Linked DNA regions of Mus musculus: region 2 is linked to region 1. A link is a contact called in public HiChIP or PLAC-seq data. All regions are on one chromosome and are shown on one strand. Each heading gives the region's core, a stretch centred on a gene start, on an enhancer-like site or on the middle of the called end of the contact. The rest is flanking DNA. Distances are from core to core; before and after follow the strand shown. Region 1 has its middle 29 kb from the start of Gm52124. Region 2 has its middle 21 kb from the start of Gm33299.

Region 1 (3,311 bases), core at 484-2,983:
AAAGTAGCAGAGGAGACATTCACAACATGAAGATGGAGGAACCAAACCTCATTCTGCTCCGGTCACCCACTGGCCACTTGTGTCCCATTGGTCACCCATCAGGCCTCCGGAATGCAATGCTCAGTCAGAAGTGCTGACCAGGACAGAGCTAAACCAATATCATCACTCAGCTACATGGGCCCCAAACCAGTGAGCAAAGCTGAAGGGAATGTCTAGGTTTTCAGATCTGCCCCAGAATCAGCAAGTGGGTGGCATTCTTTAGGGCTGTGAGCTCTCTCTAACATACTGCCTGGCATCTGAGTTGATTCCACTCCCTAAGCTAGGGAGAGGGGGCTTCATGGACAGGGTGTTCCTTCTGTCTGCTTCAGACATGGCACTCCTGTCTTTGTCAGATACTGGTCAGAGCCCGAGAAAATGTTGGGCTTTCTTTTTCTTAAGCCGCCCTTCCCCCTTTCACTATGTAGCTGCTTGCTAACCTCTCGTGCTGACCCTGTGTGCTGCGTGAGGGCCTGGTTCAAAGGGCTTCGCAGCCTGCCTGCACTGTCTTTATTTCTCACACTCTGATAAAGCCTGAGTCTGTTTTAAGTTCTTTTCTTCCCCCTGAGTCTGTTTTAAGTCCTTTTATTAACAAGACTAAGAGCCCAAAGAAGAGCCCCAGGGTTCCCCCTGTAGCACTCAAATCTGCTCTGCCACCAGCTATATGCCCCTGACAGCTTGCATTATAATAAATTCAGCATGGACACTGGAATGTGTCTTAGTTGGTGTTCTGGTGCTGTGGAGAGACACCATGATCAAAACAGTTCTTATAAAAGAAAATATTTAATCGGGGACTTGATTATAGCTTCAGAGGTTTAGTCTATTATCATGGCAGGAAGCATAGTGGCAAGCAGGCAGGTACTGGAGCAGTAATTGAGAGCTACATTCTGATCTGACGAGGTGGGGGAGAGAGAGACAGAGAGACAGAGAGAGAGAGACTGGGCCTGGCATGGGCTTTTAAAACCTCGAAGCCCCACCCATCCCCAGTGACAAACTTTCTCCATCAAGGCCAGGGTCTACTCCAACAAGGTCACGCCTGTAATCCTTCTGATCCTTTCAAAGGGTGTCACTCCCTGGTGACTCATCATTCCAATACTTGAGCCTAAGGGGGCCATTCTTACTCAAACCACCATAGAGAGCAAACAAACAACTGTGCTTTACAGTCTAGACTCTTCTGGGGAACTTTTCAAACCAGACCAATCAGTTCTCAGAACGGGAACTCCAACATCAGTATTGTTTAAAGTTATGATCGATAGTTCAATCAAGCAAGACTAAGAGTCACCAAACTGGGCTGTCAATAGTGGTGGGATGGTTGCCTTGCCTACACAAGGTCCTGAGTCCTACCCCCAACACCACGAAAACACTGACCTAATCCTAGCTTTAAACCTCAAGCACACCTATGGCTTTGAGAAGTAGCTGAACCTCTGAGTCTTTTCCCACGTCTACCAGATACAGGTTTAAAAGTCCAACGGCGGCGGGGTGGGGTTGGGGGGGGGGTATGGCGGACTTTTGGGATAGCATTGGAAATGTAAATGGAGAAAATACTTAATTTTAAAAAAAAAGTTCAACAGCCAGTGGGTGCATCATATTGCCCCACCCCATTGCCAACTATCCAGAGAGGCAGTGTAGTCTACATTCCTTACCACAGCCCTAGCTCCTTCACAGCTCAGGGACAGAGAGCATGACAGAGGGAGGTCAAGGAATGTGGGTCTCCCTTTCCTCAGGGGTCATTGGCTACAGGGGCTCAGGAGGGTTTGGACAGCTGTGAGTGTGGTAGGACGACTCAGTACCTAATTATCATATAGGTGAGAAGGGTCAATTGGTCATTAACAGAGCCTAATTATATGGGCGGGGGGGGGGGCGGGGCGGGGGGGGAGGGATGGAGGGCGGGGGAGGGGAGTCTCATCTGCTGAGTCATGCAGCAGCACTTTGCTGGGCCATCCTCCCAGTAAAGTCAGGCATATGTGCTCAGAAACACTCTCCGAACACGGTCCAGCAGGGAAACGGAAGCTCCACTGAGAAAGGCAGTCCTCCATTTTGTGCCAGCTCGGAGAGCCATCTGGACATGGTGGACTGAGACGTTAATAGCAGGGTTCTCCAACGAGGGAATGTGTTCCCCTGTCCTTTTGCTGCCAGGTCATCCAGGTGACTCAAGTCTCTCCACCAAAGGGCGGGACTCATTCCCATTGAGCAACCCTCCCTGACAGGTTTTCTCTGCGTTGCACAGGCCACACACACACACCCCTGGCTGTTCCACACAGGGTCACTCCTGCTGTTTTCAGTCTCCACAATCCCTTCCAAGTATGTCTTCGCTCTACCTGCATGTTTATAAACAGCCCTTTTGTTGGTAGGGGGGTGAGCATGCCTGAATTCCCAGCATCCCAGTGGCAGAGGCAGAAAAAAATCAGCGGTTCAAGGCCAGTGTGAACTACATATATAAAAGTAAGACCTTGTCACAAAATGCCAGGCTGAGGATGGAACATTTCTCTATTTGTTTAGCTTTTATCCCCGACACCCCTAAGAAAGAAAGGAAGAAAGGAAGGAAAAGGAAACAGATAAGCAAACTCCATATAAAGCATTTCTTTATTAAAAGAAGGGGTTAGGAAGATGGCTCAGTGGGTAGAAGAGCTTACCTGGCAAGCATGAGGGACTGAGTTCGAATCCCTAGCACCCACCTAAAAAGCCAGGCTGTGTTATGGATTCAAACTCAGGCCCTGCAACCTGTGCCTGAGACCACAGCACGCTGGGGTGAACAGACAGAAGGAACCAGACAACGTGGTCTACACAGCAAGTTCTAGACCAAATAGGCCGAGCTTATATAGTGAGACTCTACCTAAAATTTAAACAATACAAAAGCAAAACCACGGTTAAGTTTCCCTGAGACCGGGGGCTGGAGAGATGGTTCAGTGGTTAAGAGCACTGGCTGCTCTTCCAGTGGTCCTGAGTTCAACTCCCAGCAACCATATGATGGCTCACAACCATCTGTGATGGGATCCAATGCCCTCTTCCAGTTCAAGGCAGACCTAGGTTTGCACCCCACTCTTGAGTTAGGAGGAAGCTTCTGCTCTGGGAGATAGGGCACGCACACTGCATTTGCTGGGCTCTGGTTGCCTGATGATGCATCTGGTCATTTTAACAACCTATATTTTTAGCTCCTGAGTGTGTTAAGCAATGCAGGAGGACTGTGCGTGCATCATTCCACTCCGCTTGGGAAAGCCTCAAGTCGGTGTGACTTTTAAACCTCGTGTTCCATGTGTGAAGCCAGTTATGTGGGG
Region 2 (3,311 bases), core at 492-2,991, 560 kb after region 1:
GGATCTATGTGCTCAGCTCCTTCCACCTCAGACTTGACGTGAGTTCATGCGCACAGTGCCTATAAAGTATTGCAGGGAACAGGATTAAAGATGAGGGAGTGGAGACCACTGAATATCTGGTAACTGGTAGGCCAGCCTACAGGTCTACAGAGTGAGTTCCAGGACAGCCAGGGCTACACAGAGAAACCCTGTGTTGAAAAACAAAACAAAACAAGAGTAGTGCCTGAGGAACAGCTCTCTCTCTCTCTCTCTCTCTCTCTCTCTCTCTCTCTCTCTTACACACACACACACACACACACACACACATACACACACTACATACATGGACAAGGTTGTTTGGGGTAACTACGGCTTTGATGAGACATCATGTCTTGGGGAAGAAAGGGTTCCATCTCACAGTTTATCATCAAACAGGGCAGGAACCTGGAAGCAGGATCTGATGCAGAGGCCATGGAGGGGTGCTGCTTACTGACTTGCTCCCATGGCTTGCTCACCCTGCTTCCTTATAGAGCTCAGGGGAGTGGTATCATCTGTGGTGGACTGGGCCTTTCCCCATCAGTCACTATGTAAAAATGCCCTACAGGCTTGCCTACAGCCTGATCTTATGGAGATGGTTTCTCAGTTGGGGTTCTCTCCTCTCAGATGGCCCTAATTTGTGATAAGTTGACATAAAACCTAGCCACCAGAAAGCTCATGCATGTACAGACACACAGACGCAGAGGGAGGGGAAGGATGGAGAGGGGGAGGGAGAGGGAGGGGCTGAGGGGAGGGAGAGGAAGGGAGGGAGAGGGAGAGGGAAAGAAACTCTACTTCCAAACGAGAACCATCTTTAACTCCCATGATAGGGAGAAGGGCATGAGGTTGGGCAGTGAACAAGCTCCCCCTAGGCTAGACTATGCTGCGCACAGAGCACAGGGACAACTCCCCTAAGGAGGACATGGGCCATCACGGGACCAGGCCCATCTCATTCATGACACTTCTGACTGGCAGGGCTTCTGGATGACATCACTGTAAAGAGGTGGCTTCTGAGTCTAAGAGGAAACACTCTTGAGTTGTAACATTGGTGAGGGTCTTATTTAATCACCAGAAGATTCATGCCTGTTTGGGAAGAATAGAAAAAGTCTCTCTTTCTCTTTAACTTGCAGTGATCTGTGTGCTGAGAAAAGGAGTTCTCCCTTCTTTTCTATCAAATGAATTATGTGCTTTTGTTGATATTTCATTACTTGTCTATTTGTGTACAAACACACACACACACACACACACACACATGATGTACATGCAGAGATCAGAGGATGACATTCAGTTGGGAGTTGGTTCTTTCCATGGGCCTGGGGGCTTAGTGGAAGGTACTTTTACCTACTGAGCATCTTGCCAGCCCTTTTGCTTCTCTCTCTCTCTCTCTCTCTCTCTCTCTCTCTCCCTCTCTCTCTCTCTCTCTCTCTCTCTCTCTCTCTCTCATTTGTCCTCAGGAGGAATGAAGTCTGGCCTAGGAGGAACTTAGATGAAAATCTGTCATGCCACACTAGTGGCAAGCCTGGTGTGGATGTCACTGGGAAGGGGGGGGGGGGGTCCCCTTCAAATGACCTTGTTCCATCCCCTCTGTAGCCTAGGATCCTCACCCAGGCCAGAGCAGCTCTCTGACCAAGATGTCTGCTTTGCTCCTTCCCTCAGAGCCTCCCTCCCCTCCTTCCTCGGCTGGTCCTGACTCACCACTCACCAGATAAGGTTGCTATAATGGAAAACAAGAGCAAAAACAAATGTCTGGCGGTGACTCAGAGCAGAGCTCAGGCGATCTGGGAGAAACCCTGCTCTCCAGGGTGACATTCAGGAGAGCACAGAAGCAGCAGGAGGTGCGGAATGTCACCCGCAAATGTTCTCTCTGTTCCTCCAACGAGTCTTCTCCAGACATTGTCCTTTCTGGAAATCCAGCCCAGCCCTCTCCACTGCTCTCAGCACTGTTTCTGAGGTATTCCTAGAAGCCTGTGCCTTCCCCAAACTGCCCAAAGCTTGAATGTGTCAGGGCACACCTTTAATCCCAGAACTCTCCTGACAGAGGCAGGCATGTCTCTCTGGGTTTGAAGTCATCCTGGTCCAGATAGCAAAATTTAGGTCATCTAGTGTTACCAAGTGAGGCTCTGTCTCAGGAAGGAAAGAAACAAAGAAAGAAGGAAGGGAGGGAGGGAAGGAAATAAAGACTCTTAAATCAATTGACTGTAAATTGTACCCTTCTATCTGTGTGTGGAGCATGGTGGCTAATGATTATAATTCCAAAATTGGGAGGTAGAGATGGGAGGACTAAGGCTAGCCTGGGCTACTTGAGACTATGTCTCAGAAAAGCAGTAGGGGCTGGGGAGATATCTCTACATGAGAACTTGAGTATGGCCCCAGCACCCACATAAAAACCTGAGCATGGTGGTATGTATTTATAATCCAGGTGAGGAAGACAGACATAGGAAGATCCCCGGAGTCCAGGCTGCCCAGGCTGCCCGGCAAGTTCTATGTCCCAAGGAAAGATGCTGTCTCTGAAAACCAGCAGAAAGGCTCTTATGACTGATGCTTGAGGTGACTCTCTCATCTTTACTTGCATGTGGGATATCTACACACATACGAGAGAGAGAGAGAGAGAGAGAGAGAGAGAGAGAGAGAGAGGGAGAGGGAGAGAGAGAGAACATACAAAAACCAATCAAACCTCTGTCCCTAACAGGTCACTGCAATGTCTTTAAGTCTACCCATGACTAAAATATCAACACGACCCCAACCTCCTGAGCTTTAGCCGTCATTTCTATCATGGAAAGTCACTGGTGGGCAGCTTTCTATGGTGTCAGTGTAGCCACATCTCTGTGCCTCACAGCTGAGGGAGGACTAAGTGTCCCGTGTGGGGTTGTACCTCAGCATGCTTTCATGAACTAGGAATACAAGGGACTTAGGTGTGGTCTGGAAGGAGGTCTGAATCCTGCTACTTCCCGTCTTCCTGAAAACATCTGGTAACAGATAAACCGCAGGGCAGTCCAGCTTGACCTTGGCGGTTGGCCAGCTTCTGAGTCAGCTTTGCAGTCAGGCTTGCCTTTGGACACCCAGTCAACCACATATCTCTGTGGACATCCTGACTTTGGGCACGTAGGTTATGGTGAGTGTAGTGACCAAGAGGTGGTACAAATAAGGAACGTGTGTTGAGTGTGTATGTGCATGAGAGTGTGTATGTGATTGTGTGTGTGTGTGTGTTGAGTGTGTATGTGCATGAGAGTATGTATGTGAGTATGTGTGTGTGTGTTTGTTTGTGTATAATCAGGCTGGCCTCCAGCCTGCTTTAT

The links. HiChIP or PLAC-seq counts read pairs in DNA pulled down with a chosen protein or histone mark.
Region 2: a contact with region 1 is called in an H3K27ac HiChIP or PLAC-seq map of trophoblast stem cells, with 3 times the contacts expected there. The contact joins two enhancer-like sites. A contact is called at or near these places in 4 of 115 datasets of contacts at active chromatin or transcription factors (cardiomyocytes, embryonic stem cells, pancreatic cancer cells and 1 more) and 1 of 9 other capture datasets (embryonic stem cells).

What each region holds. Positions count from the first base shown.
Region 1 is chr14:120,879,053-120,882,363 of GRCm38.p6, forward strand. No RefSeq gene overlaps it. Among named protein-coding and RNA genes, the nearest start is that of Gm52124, 29 kb to the left of the region's middle. Within about 2 kb of position 1,734, at least 18 of the 459 cell types and tissues checked have an H3K27ac peak or open chromatin away from gene starts, as enhancers often do. A contact at or near this core is called in trophoblast stem cells, where this site is marked.
Region 2 is chr14:121,434,225-121,437,535 of GRCm38.p6, forward strand. No RefSeq gene overlaps it. Among named protein-coding and RNA genes, the nearest start is that of Gm33299, 21 kb to the right of the region's middle. Within about 2 kb of position 1,742, at least 143 of the 459 cell types and tissues checked have an H3K27ac peak or open chromatin away from gene starts, as enhancers often do. A contact at or near this core is called in trophoblast stem cells, where this site is marked.